3 separate regions of the Mus musculus genome follow, and all the other regions are linked to region 1. A link is a contact called in public Hi-C data. All regions are on one chromosome and are shown on one strand. Each heading gives the region's core, a stretch centred on a gene start, on an enhancer-like site or on the middle of the called end of the contact. The rest is flanking DNA. Distances are from core to core; before and after follow the strand shown.

Region 1 (4,125 bases), core at 773-3,272:
ACAGGTCCCCAACCCCTTTTTCCTACTAACCATCTTTCTCCCCTACCTCTGGTTCAGGGGGCTAGAATGAAGATTGACGCATTTAAGAACCCTAAAGTAGATTTTGACGAATCTGAGCCTACAGACACTATTATCTGGACTCCATGGGCACCTACCCTCCCATGTGCACAGTTTTACACATACATACACATATATGCACATTAACTGTAGAAGTAAAACAAATCTTTTTTTTTTTTTTAAATGAAAGTGTTAGTTGTGCTGCCTTTAGAATATCAGACCTTCATACTACTGCTGAATCCTTTCATGTATAAAGAAACATATCTCATATCAATGGGGACTGAAGACTATGTTCCATTGATACTTTATACATAAACCTTTATACAGTATAGGGATGTGTTTCACGGTGATTCTAGCATATGCTCATTCAGTCTGTATTTGTATGCTTTGGGTAATTTAATAAGCCATTGTGATAAAATAAAATACATTTCATCTAAAAAAAGAAAATGACACTATTTAACTTTTTAAATTGGTTATTAGGTTTTATTCATTTAGTAGGGGTTCTATGATGAGGTATACATGTAGCAGTGTATGTGAGTTGATTTCAGAAAACAAGCAAAGGGAGTCAATTTGTTCTTGATTGTAATGATGTGAGTCCCAAGGTTGGAAATCAGATTATCAGTACAGAGCCACTTTAACAGCCTTATGATAATCTTTTAACCAATTTTTAATGTGAATTTTAAAATCTCAGAACAAGGAAAGAAGCCATCTCTCTGCACTGTCAAAAAGCAACAATATTTCTATATCTTCTGAATAAAAATATCCAGTTTGGGGTTATGGAGGCAGGAAAGATCAAAACTCACTCTATTATAATTGAAAATTAAAAGCAAAGTGTTTAGTTCTTTGAACCAGACACAAGCTAGAATCCTCTGGAAAAAGAAACATCAATTGAGAAAATGCATCAAAAAGATTGATTTTTTAACTAGAACTTTGGTTCATGTTTTAGATTTGAGATTGATAGGTAAAGAGTGGTCCACTGTCTGCGCTACCCTTGGTTAGGTGATTCTGAATTGTATAGAAATCAAGCTGATTAGGCCCTGGAGAACAAGCCAACAAACAGCATGCCTCCATGGTCTAAGGTTCAGCATATCTTCATTCAATCGAATATGAACCAGAGTATGTAAGCCAAATAAACATCTTCTGTCCAAAGCTGTTTCTGTTCATGGTTTGATCACAGAAATAAAACCCTAACATAGACAAAAAGGGTGTTACCTAAACATGTTAGAAATAAAAGTAGGAGTGTCTGAATGGTGGGTAATTTAAATGGGATCAAAACATACACATCACAACCTCAACTCTGCATTGAATTATTTAAATAACCTCTATCCTTTTCAATACCTTTTAACGTCCAGGATAATGCACATCGTAGTATTTTGCTCTTAAATGTTACATGCTGTGTCTCTTTCCTCTTGTCCACATTTTTTCTCCATTGTTTCATATGTGGTAACCAATTTTCACACACACCCACTTAGTAATTGTTTACTTCAAAATCCCTATTAAACTGTGCTCAATAAAATACCATGTTATTATGTTACCATAAAATCTGTGATGTACTATAGACATTAAGCTGTATTTTTGCACATTTTTTCTGTGAAATACTGTGGTTTTATGTCTCTCTCTGTATAAATAGAGAGCACTTTTAGTTATACTTTGAACTCATACTCCTTTTCTAAAAAAAAAAAAAAATAAAAAATAAAGACAGAAAAGATCCAGTTATTGTGATTCATCATTAAGAAATACGTGTCAAGTGAATGCAAAACTATCAAAATAATAGAAAATGTAATCAGAGAAACATATTTTAAACCCTGACTTTTATTCTATAGAGGCTACAAATTTAAAAAACAAGACTTCCCAAACATCTGCTGCACAAACAGCCAAGGCTGGCCAGTGTTCACAGACGTCCTCTCACTGCCAAAAGTGGGAGGGATGCTGGCTTCCAAGTGGAGCGGATTGCAAAGAGGGCAAACTACACTGGGTTCAGGAAATGACAGCAACCTGGGAAGGAAATGGTGCCAAGATTTGTCTGAATTGCATACGTATGTCCATTTGCTCTGTAACTGCCACATGGTGAATCCATTTTGGAATGGAAGTTACAACATAAGAGATGCTTAAAAATGACTCTTCATATCAATGGAAAATAAAATTAGCCACAGATGGTGAACACCCGCTCATCTTCTACTACCTGCAGTTACAAAGGTGGTAATTTATAAGTGAATTATCTTACTTGGCTGCAACCACAGACCACAGTTAGGGAATTTCTGTGTTTCTGCTTCTGCCTCATATTTAATGCCTCACATGCTTCCTAGAGTAAAGCTTCCGTCATTATACTGAGAAAATGTAATTGTGCAGAATATGACTTGAGAGATAATGAGAAGAGGAGATGTTCATTGGACTTATCATAACCAATTTGAGTTTTAAAGGTTTATAAAGAGAACCAGAAGAATAATACTTTTATTTTATAAAACAACATAATCAATATTTTCATTTTGTTAATGCTTAGATGTGCAATGTCTTCTGAAGGTCAAGAAATATAAGATATATCAAGTCAGGGCTCTTTAAGAACTGCCATGGAGATTGGAACATTTCATTTATTTTATGTCATGTCTTGAAAATAAATTTAAATGAAATCATTTAAATGTCTGAAAACCATAATATAAAATTTAGGAACGGGTAATGAACTATATTAGAAACACATATAGCCATGACTTGTTAAGTTTGTAATAGTCACATATGGAATACACATGTATTGTATATGCATATATATTTAGAACCTAAATCATGTGATAATAAATTCTGAATGTTTAAATGTGAAAGGAAACAGTATTTTTTCCACATGGTGAGATGATATTTTCTCAACATATTTTGTTGTTTATATTTTCTTTATAATTAGTGGACTGCAACTCCTTTTGGTTGTTTAATTCTTTCTTTTCATGTATTTTTATCTATATATTTTACTTTATTTCCACACATTTTCAAAAAGTTGCTTCAAGTAAGTATCCTATCTAGGCATATGTTTCTTCACCAGAATAATCTCCAACCTCCAAGTATTTGAGATGATGTGGTACTTTTATAATTTCTTGCTCTACCGCGTTTGAGAAAAAAAAAAAAAAGATGTGATTAAAAAGTAAAAAAAAAAATCATTGTTTTAAAATTTACAAATATTGCTGCTCATCAAAATATGTATATGCATTATATACATTTAAATTAATTTATTTAATTTATATCATCATCAAATATACATATATCCCTCCTCTCTCCCAGTCCCTCCCTCTTTCTTGACTTCCCTACCATCCTTTCATCCTTGCTTTCTCCTCAATAAAAAGGAAGCCACCCATGGATCAAATTCTAGGTGAATCTTCTCTGATTGTTTCTAGGCAAGGGAGCCCAGTTAGATGATAGGTATCCAAATGTGGGCAACAGTCAGATACAACTCTTACTCATTCTGTTAGGAGTTCCAAACAAAGGCTAGGCTGCATAACTGTTACAAGTGTGCTGAAGGCCTAGGTTCATCCCATGTATGGTCAGACTTCATGGGTCTCTATGGACCCAGATTAGTTGATTCTCTATGTTTTCTCTTGGTATACTTGACCTCTCTAACTCCTTAAGTCCTTGCCCATACCCCCACCCCAACACGCACATACATGTCCCCCAGAATTCCCCAAGCTTCACCTAATGTTTGGCTGTGGGTCTCTGCATCTGTTTTCAACAGTTGCTGGGTAAAGCCTCTGAGAAGACTTTTATGCTTGGAATCTGTCTGGAAGTATAGCAGAATATTGCTCATAGTGTCGGAGTGGCCTGTCTCACATGGCCTGGGTCTAAATCAGGGCCAGTTGCTGTTTGGGCATTTCCTCCATCTGTACCCCTGGGTATTTTCTTGGCAGGAGAAAAATCTGGGCCTACAATTTTGTAATTAAGGTAGTGTCCATGCCCATCCAGTAGAAGTCTTTTCTGGTAAAAAGAGATGATGGCCATTTCAGTTGCCATATCCCCCATCACTAGGAGTGTTTGCTAGGGTCAGACGCAGATTCCTGGGAGTTTCATTTTCCTAGATTTATAGCTTGTTCCATA
Region 2 (4,125 bases), core at 882-3,381, 510 kb before region 1:
ATTTTCAAGAATGAAAAATCTTTTCTGTAATAAGAACTGAATGTATGGATAGACATCTGCATATTAAATGGCCCTGGACATTCTGTCAGTGAGGAGTCTTGCAAGACAAGGTGGGGGAGGGGGCAGTGATCAAGGGGGCTTCTCTGCAGAACCAGCAAATTCCCAGAGGAGGCACTGTTGTACTGTTGGTCAGAGTTAGATCTCCTCTGCTTGTTAGAGGCTAGGGAGATGGTCACACAGGACTCTGTCACATGGTTTGCCCTCAGCTCCCCTTTGCCACCAGAGCAAGGAAAGTCAGACTCTCTTATTCACTGCACAAACACTTGCATTTCTGTCCCTTTGGAATTAACTCGTGCATGCAGGCTAGTCTGGAAGTTTCTAAAATTCTCAATTTAAGATATGGGTTTGAAGCCTTCTAATGAAGTAAAAAACATTTTCTATTTCTTTTTCCTTCCAAGAAAGAACACTGTGATGCACTGCAAGCTGTTGAAGCAATAAATATAAATCCTTATAAAATTCAGGACGGTTGGAATCACTCAACAATAATATGTACAAAAGAAAACAAGTTAAGGATTTAGTATATAGCACCTTTCTGAAAGATTTGGAAAAGTATTTAACTTGACACATAGATGTATTCATTCTCTTTTTCTTTTCTTTTTTTTTTTTTTTTTTTTTTTTTTTGATATCTATATACAGTCTGAGAAGTTTAGACCCCTGATACCACTTAGAAACCAAAATACTGAATAATAGCAATGCTGGCAAGAAAATGATGCCTGAAAAGAGACAGTGGTTTTATTTTTCAGACCAAAGAAGGCTGAGCAGTAGCCAACAAATATGTTCTCCACCCTCTCTCCCTATTGGATGCTAAAAACCGAGAGTCAATTCAAGGGTACGTTTCACTAATATAGATGCCTTGTAGTAGCCTTTCATAAGAAAGAGAACAACTCTCTGACACTAAATCAATAAAAGTAGACTTAGGAAGAGGTGTGCATCTGTCAACTGATAGTTAATGCAATTCTAATGACCTATCGCAGTCTTTAATTACAGTAATACTTCACACTGAGAGTGCACAATGCCCTTTTAGTAACACTACAAACTAGAATAGCTTCTAGGAGGGTGATAGGCTGTGCCTCTTGCTTTATTTCTCTTTCCACACACAAAATTTCAGCAAGCTTACTCAGATAAAACTATTAAAACTGGATGCTGCCTCACAGCTTCCACTTAGCCACTGACAATTAAACAGGAGTACACAAGGAAGATTACCATGAAGTTGCTGGCCAGCAACCTATACTTTTGCAGTTACTCCATGCTTTTCAAAATAGCCCGTAAAAATAAAGAAAGTCATTTGAATGCATTTCTCTTTCACATAGAATAGCAAGCATTTGGCTCAACATGACGTCTGACCAGTTCTTTAGAAAACGAGCTGTTTGAGTGGGTTTCTGGAAGGTGCAGTTGGAATTACTCTTAGTTCTTCCTTCCCCTTAACAACTCTTTATAAAGACTCAAAACTACTTAGATTTTGCTGACCGTGCATCTACACAAACTTCCTTTTAATAATGGTTCCTACTACAACAGAACTCTAAAAATACATTTTTGGTTTTTGCACTAGCAATCTACCTTTAACAGCAAATACTGTCAATTTGCAATTTCAATACGATGACAATAAATTTTCCTATCTGTAAAGAGAGATTAAAGTTCTGTCAATCCACCTCTGTAAAAAACAAAACAAAACACCTGCTGGGCACTGATATTGTGGAGGGTAAGTCTTATTTTTATAAATATTGAATTTAATACATGACCTAAATATATCTCTTGCAAAGTAAAAGGTGTTTTACAAATATTAATGAATTACTATGCAAATTTTTCACAGTCTAGAGATTCTAAATCTGTGATTTTTTTTTTCCCTAACAGCTTATGATTTCCCCAGTTCAGGGTTAATTTATTTTGGTAATCTTTACTTACCTGAACTATGACATCTAAGAAATCCGAAGGGTTAATGATCTAAACCGTGAAGCCATTCAAAGCTAAGGTCCTTTTGTATCAATCCACGCTGGGAGGCTGGAAGGCTGAATACCAGCAACTAGCCTTGTGCCAAGTGAACCCACGAAGATGTCCAAGTCCAGAATGAATTCCAGAGAAGCAGGGTGCCCTTTTCCCAGCTCACACCAAAGGTACAAAGAGGCGAAGTGGAAGCAAACCCTGAAGATGCACCTGACCAACGGAATACTAATTACTAGGGGGGAAAAAAAGAGCAACCATACTTGAGTTCCACATTCACATAAGGCCAAAGAGGTCTAGGGCAGATGGTTCAAAGGAATCCTGCTCCTGCTTACACAAGGCACACACCTCCTTCCAGCCTCAGACCTCTGCAGAAAGCGGTGGCACAATTTGCTCCGAGTTGTGCCAGCATCAGTTCAAGGTCCACGGAAAGATCCGCTGGGTACCTCTTAGAGGACAGCGGTGGAGATGGCGAGTGTTTACCTCTGCATTTGAAGTGGGCTGGGATTGGGATTCACTCTCACCCTGACTACTTCCCTCGCGTTGCACCTGGTGTCTGTCAACACTGCTTTCCTGGAGGATCTCGGGAGAACTCAGTCCTCAAGCCTGTCCTGCCAGGCAGAAGCACGTCTCAACACAACACGCAGTAACTTGGGAACGCCACGGGAAACTCCGCACGGATACCCTCCCCCCCTACTCCCGCTCTTTGCTCACTTATCTGTCCGGCTCCCCGCGGTGCGCAGCGAGGGCGCGCTTCTGCGAGGGCGACCTCCCCAGCCCCAAAGGAGGCACACATACACTCACCTGGGGCCTCTCTACCCTGCCAGCAGCATCAGGCACCTGAAACCATGGCGTTTGCATTTAAAAGAATGCGCACTTGGCAAGGGGGTGGAAGGGGTGGGGGATCCACGGGCGCTCAGGGACGCTGTGCTCCCAGCTATGAGCGCCGGGCAGACACAGAAGCAGCGGACCGGCACCTGCTCAGCCCCGCAGCAGCCTACTCGTCTTCCAATCACAACGCACTCCGCAGGGCACAAGGACCCTGGGGGTCATTGAATGCTAGGGTCCCGCTCTTGATAGGGACGAAAAGGGCCATCATTATTCTTCCCTTCCCACCCCCACCCTCCACCCCCATCCCCCACACACGCTAATCCTCTGCACAACAGTCTAGGGTACCAAGTCCGGAGCCAACCAGAGCGCGCGTCCCCGGAGAGGGCGGGAGGGCGAGCGCGGGTGACTGCGAGAGGGCGCGCAGGGGCCGACTTGGGAGTGCGCATTAGAGGGAGATGCAGATCGCCGCGGGTTACCACTGGCACCTTGTCTGAGAGGCTACAGAGACTTCAGGACCTCCTGGAGAAACAGAAAGCGCTGTTGGCTAAGATTGCCAAGAGAGAGACGCTTAGTCGGCATGCGCGCGCGCGCGTACACACACACACAGACACACACAGACACACACACACACACATACACTCACACACACACACACACACACACACACACACACACACACACACACACACACACACATATGCACACACACATGCGCGCGCGCGCATCCTCCTCCAGCTCCTGGATGACTGATCAGTGCAGATGGATTCCTTTGCAGAGAAATAAAGAAGGTTGAAAGTGGGAGGGCCTCAAGCCTCCCCCTCATCCCTCCCACCACCAAAGTATTTGCATCTTAAAGCAAGAAAGTAGGGGAGTTTTAAGAAATTATTTTCAAGCCTTCCCCTCTCCCGTCAGCCTGTCTAAGAAACCTTTACCAATTAAGCTCTTGAGGCACCATGGAAGTCATAAAACTAACCAGAACTTACAATTTTATTGCTTGATAGTTTTGCCCTTTCATTCTCCTCGGACTGCCCTACTTTTTTCTTTCTTTACTTGCAGCATATGTACTCCCTTGCTGTACTCTTTAATGCAAAACTTCTGACGGGTGTGATTTCCAGGCATGGTGGAATCTAGGAGCTTCTGGAGGTCAGCAAGAGGGGAAAGAGAGAGTAGCTGGGTTTTTATTCACAATGCACGCAGCCATCTGTATGTAACTCGGTTTTGTTTTGTTTTGTTTTGTTTTTTGTTTTGTTTTGTTTTGTTTTGCCTCTGTGGGGTGCTTGATTTAACCTGGTGACT
Region 3 (4,125 bases), core at 964-3,463, 460 kb before region 1:
AATACATTGGGATATTATATTCTCGGGTCATCAAGACTACAGATTTTACCTCAACTTTTTTCCTACACAGTTAAGATTCTGGAAACAGAGTAATCACATTGCTGCTCTGATTTGACCTGTCAAAGTGCCTCCTGAGAAGTAGGAGCAGATTTGGGAAGTTGTGTAGAGCCAACATATGAAAACAAATAGAGTAAGATGTCTAGGAGATAGAAGGTAATATTTCCAGTTTCTTTTCTACAGCTAACACCATTTAAATATGTTGCAGTGAGAGAAAGAAACTTTAAGATGTGAAATTATAAAAGATTAGAAATGACTATATATGTATACATATATGTATACATATATAAATAAATTAAAATTTTAAGTATAAATTAACTCTGAAAAAATACAAAATAAATGATTTTCTTAAGTAAGAAGCAAAGAATAATTAAAAATTTATTTATAGTATATAGTCCATTATGTACTACTTTGAGTTAATTTTTTTCTCTAGAAAACAATTATGAAATGCAAAAATTTATAATGATTTACAAAACACATCACTTTATATTCTCAAGAGGAACAGCCTACAACACAATTATGAAATATTACTTTGAAATAAAGAGCTTTGTCGATCTCTTGAAAATTATGTGATTTTTATGATAGCATTAAAAATGTGTGCACTGGTCTGGGAAGATACACTCACTTTTAGTGTCTATGCTGAACTGGTTCTACAATACAAAATTCATATAATCTCAAAGTTTTTTATATCAAATGCTAAGTAGTAGTTCCATCAAATTAATACTATCTTTCATATTAATTGTAAATGACTTTAATACATAACATACTATACATGCTGTGGAAACCACTGGTATCAGCTGTTATTTAGGGAGCAATGACATTGATAAAAAAGATTTGTTATTGCCTAGTCCAATCATAACCTCTATTTGTTGTGGAACATGATTTCAAAGAGGCAATGAGTTGTGGTACAAGAACATGGCAATAAGAATTATTTTCCACAGAAGTCTATGAGTTTATTGCAGAATCTGTTAGTATGCTACATATGTAAAACCCTGAAGACCATGGAAGAGATCAACGACATAAGAACTGCTAACATTTACATTGTTGTCTTAAACTCACATTCCTCAAAATAAAGCAAAGTATATGAACTAAATTTAATCTGAGCCAAGAAAACAAGACTTACTTTGCATATATTATAATACTAGATGGTGAAACTACTATAGTTATATTGAAACAATTTAGGAAGTATGATACCTGTACAAAGAAGAGTAGCACACCAGAAAAATATAATATAGGATACAGAAATAAACCACAGAGCTACTGACATCTGATTCTTAGGAAAGGTACCAAAATCCTCCATTGCTCAAATTGCAGTCACCATAGCAATCATTGTGGGAAATCAAGATACCCAGATATAGAAAGTACAATGGGGTCCATACCCCTTAACCTATGCAAATAATCAAGCTACACTGTGAAGTAAGACATAGATCATTGATATTATGAGAGGGAAACAATTTAAGACATAGCAGGAGGCAATTCCTTTCTGAACAGGACTAGCAAAAATAGTAACCTTCATTTTTTTTCTTTATTCAGGGGCTTTCAAATACAAGTATGTAAACTGTCACTTGGGGACAAAAACAAACAAACAAAAAATAATGCTTCTATCCATCTTGGGGAGATTTGAGCAACATTTCAGTTCACTCAGCTTCTTACTTTTTCTCTCATTCTCATACTTCCCATCCTTACAAGCATCCTTGCTAAAAGGACTTTGAGAAAATATTCTTTATCAGATCTTATGTCTTATGTTGTATCTTCAAGGACATCCTGATCTAGGACAGTTGGTATCAGAAACAGTCTTAGTAAACAAATTCTAAAATGGGATTTAGAGAATGAATCACTTGCTGGACAGCTGGCAGTGTCAGCACTCTCAGTACTGGTAGGTAGAATATGAATAGCTCTTGGCATGCTATGCCACTATAATAGCTAAAATATTTACCATTGATGTTCTGGAATGCAATTCTTTTACAAAGACGATTTTGTGTAAGTTTCAGTGTTAACTTAAATTTGTAAAGTACAAGGAAGACCTAATCTTAAGGATGTTAAATTGGATCTCTGTTGATTATACATAGCAAACAATGGCTAAAAAGATCAGAATGAGATCCTTCCCATCTCCATCTGTACCACAGAGCTGAGGCTGTTCCACAGCCCTCTGTATGCAGATCTACAAAGACAGAGCTGATCTCCCAGGAGTGCTCACCCTCCTCAGCTCAGAGGTGAAATCACCACTTTTTCTCCAATAACTGTCCAAATTGGGACTATCAGGGAGTGCACACTGGAATAGTGGAGCAGCTGGGACAGGATCCTTCCAGTCACCATTTTCCTCCAAGAGCTGGGAGGTGTTCCACAGCCCTCTGTAAGTGATCCCGCCAGGAGAGAGCTGGTCTTGCCAGGAGTACTGATACAGGCTTACAGAACCACAGTACATACAAGCTATAGTCAGAGACAGCAAAACCAACTAACACCAGAGACAAAGAGATGGTAAGAATAAGCATAAGAATGTTACCGACAGAAAGCAAGGCAACTTGGCATCATCAGAACCCAGTTCTTCTACTATAGGAAATCCTGGGTATCTCAACACACCAGAAAAGCAAGATATATATTTAAAATCATATCTCATGATGCTGATGGAGAACTTTACAAGGTCATAAATACCTCCCTGAAAGAAATACAGGAGAACACAGGTAAACATGTAGAATCCCATAAAGAGGAAATACAAAAATCCCTTTAAAAATTACAGGAATACACAAACAAACAGGTGAAGTAATTGAAAAATAACATCAAGGATCTAAACGGGAAATAGAAAGAATAAAGAAGTCACTAAGGGAGACAACTCTGGAGATAGAAAACCTAGAAAAGAGATCAAAAGTCATAGATGCAAACATCACCAACAGAATACAAGAGATAGAAGAGAGAATCTCAGGAGCAGAAGACACCATAGAAAACATTGACACAACTGTTAAAAAAATGCAAAATGGAAAAAAAACTTTTAACCCAAAACATCCAAGAAATCCAGGACACAATGAGAAGACCAAACTTAAGGATACTAGGTATAGAAGCAAAGATTCCCAACTTAAAGGGCCTGTAAATATCTTCAACACAATTAACAAAAACTTCCCAAACCTAAAGAAAGGGATGCCCGTGAACATAAAAGAAGCCTACAGATCTCTAAATAGATTGGACCAGAAAACAAATTCCCCTGTCACATACTAATCAAAACACCAAATGGATAAAACAAAGAAAGAATATAAAAACAGTAAGGGAAAAAGGTCAAATAACATATAATGGCAGGCATATCAGAATTATATCAGACTTTTCCTCAAGGACTAAAAGTGAGAACATCCTGAGTAGACGTCATGCAGACCCAAAGAGAACAAAAATGCTGGCCTAGGCTACTATACCCAGCAAAACTCTCAATTAACAGAGATGGAGAAACCAAGATATTCCATGACAAAAACAAATTTATACACTGTCTTTCCAAAATTCCAGGCCTACAAAGGGTAATGATTGTAAAACTCCAACCAAAGGAGGGAAACTACACCCTAGAAAACGACAATAAAATAATCTTTAAATTTACTTTTAACAAACCAAAATGAAGATAGCCACATAAACATAATCCACCTCTACCAACAAAAATAACAGGAAGCAACAATAACTTTTCCTTAATATTTCTTAATATCAATAGACTCAATTCCCCAATGAAAAGAAATAGATTAACAAACTGGGTACATAAACAGGACCCAAAGGACCCATTATGCTGCACAAAGGAAATGCACCTCAGTGACAAAGGGAGACAGTACCTCAGAGTGAAAGGCTAGAAAACATTTTTGCAAGAAAATGGTCACAAGAAACAAGCTGAAGTAGCCATTCAAATATCTAATAATATAGACTTTCAACCTAGAGTTATCAAAAAAGAAACAGAAGAAAACTTCCTACTCATTAAAGGAACAATCTACCAAGATCAACTCTAAAGATGAACATGTATGCTCCAAAAGCCAGAGCACCCACATTCATAAAATAAACTTTAATAAAGCTGAAAGCACTCATTGTACCTCACACAATAGTACGGGG

Evidence for each region. A called contact is a pair of places that touch in the nucleus more often than the background predicts.
Region 2: a contact with region 1 is called in a Hi-C map of cerebellar granule neurons, with 4 times the contacts expected there. The contact joins the promoter of Cdh7 here to the enhancer-like site in region 1. A contact is called at or near these places in 1 of 39 promoter capture datasets (hippocampal neurons), 5 of 484 Hi-C or Micro-C datasets (brain, cerebellar granule neurons and cerebellum) and 1 of 9 other capture datasets (liver).
Region 3: a contact with region 1 is called in a Hi-C map of cerebellar granule neurons, with 2.7 times the contacts expected there. The contact joins two enhancer-like sites. A contact is called at or near these places in 4 of 484 Hi-C or Micro-C datasets (cerebellar granule neurons and cerebellum).

The regions. Positions count from the first base shown.
Region 1 is chr1:109,469,763-109,473,887 of GRCm38.p6, reverse strand. No RefSeq gene overlaps it. Among named protein-coding and RNA genes, the nearest start is that of Gm22159, 150 kb to the left of the region's middle. Within about 2 kb of position 2,022, at least 3 of the 459 cell types and tissues checked have an H3K27ac peak or open chromatin away from gene starts, as enhancers often do. A contact at or near this core is called in cerebellar granule neurons and cerebellum, where this site is marked.
Region 2 is chr1:109,981,729-109,985,853 of GRCm38.p6, reverse strand. Cdh7 (cadherin 7, type 2) reads right to left here and starts at 2,131. Exons shown (of 12, transcript NM_172853.3): 1 at 1,963-2,131.
Region 3 is chr1:109,927,854-109,931,978 of GRCm38.p6, reverse strand. No RefSeq gene overlaps it. Among named protein-coding and RNA genes, the nearest start is that of Cdh7, 54 kb to the left of the region's middle. Within about 2 kb of position 2,213, at least 3 of the 459 cell types and tissues checked have an H3K27ac peak or open chromatin away from gene starts, as enhancers often do. A contact at or near this core is called in cerebellar granule neurons, where this site is marked.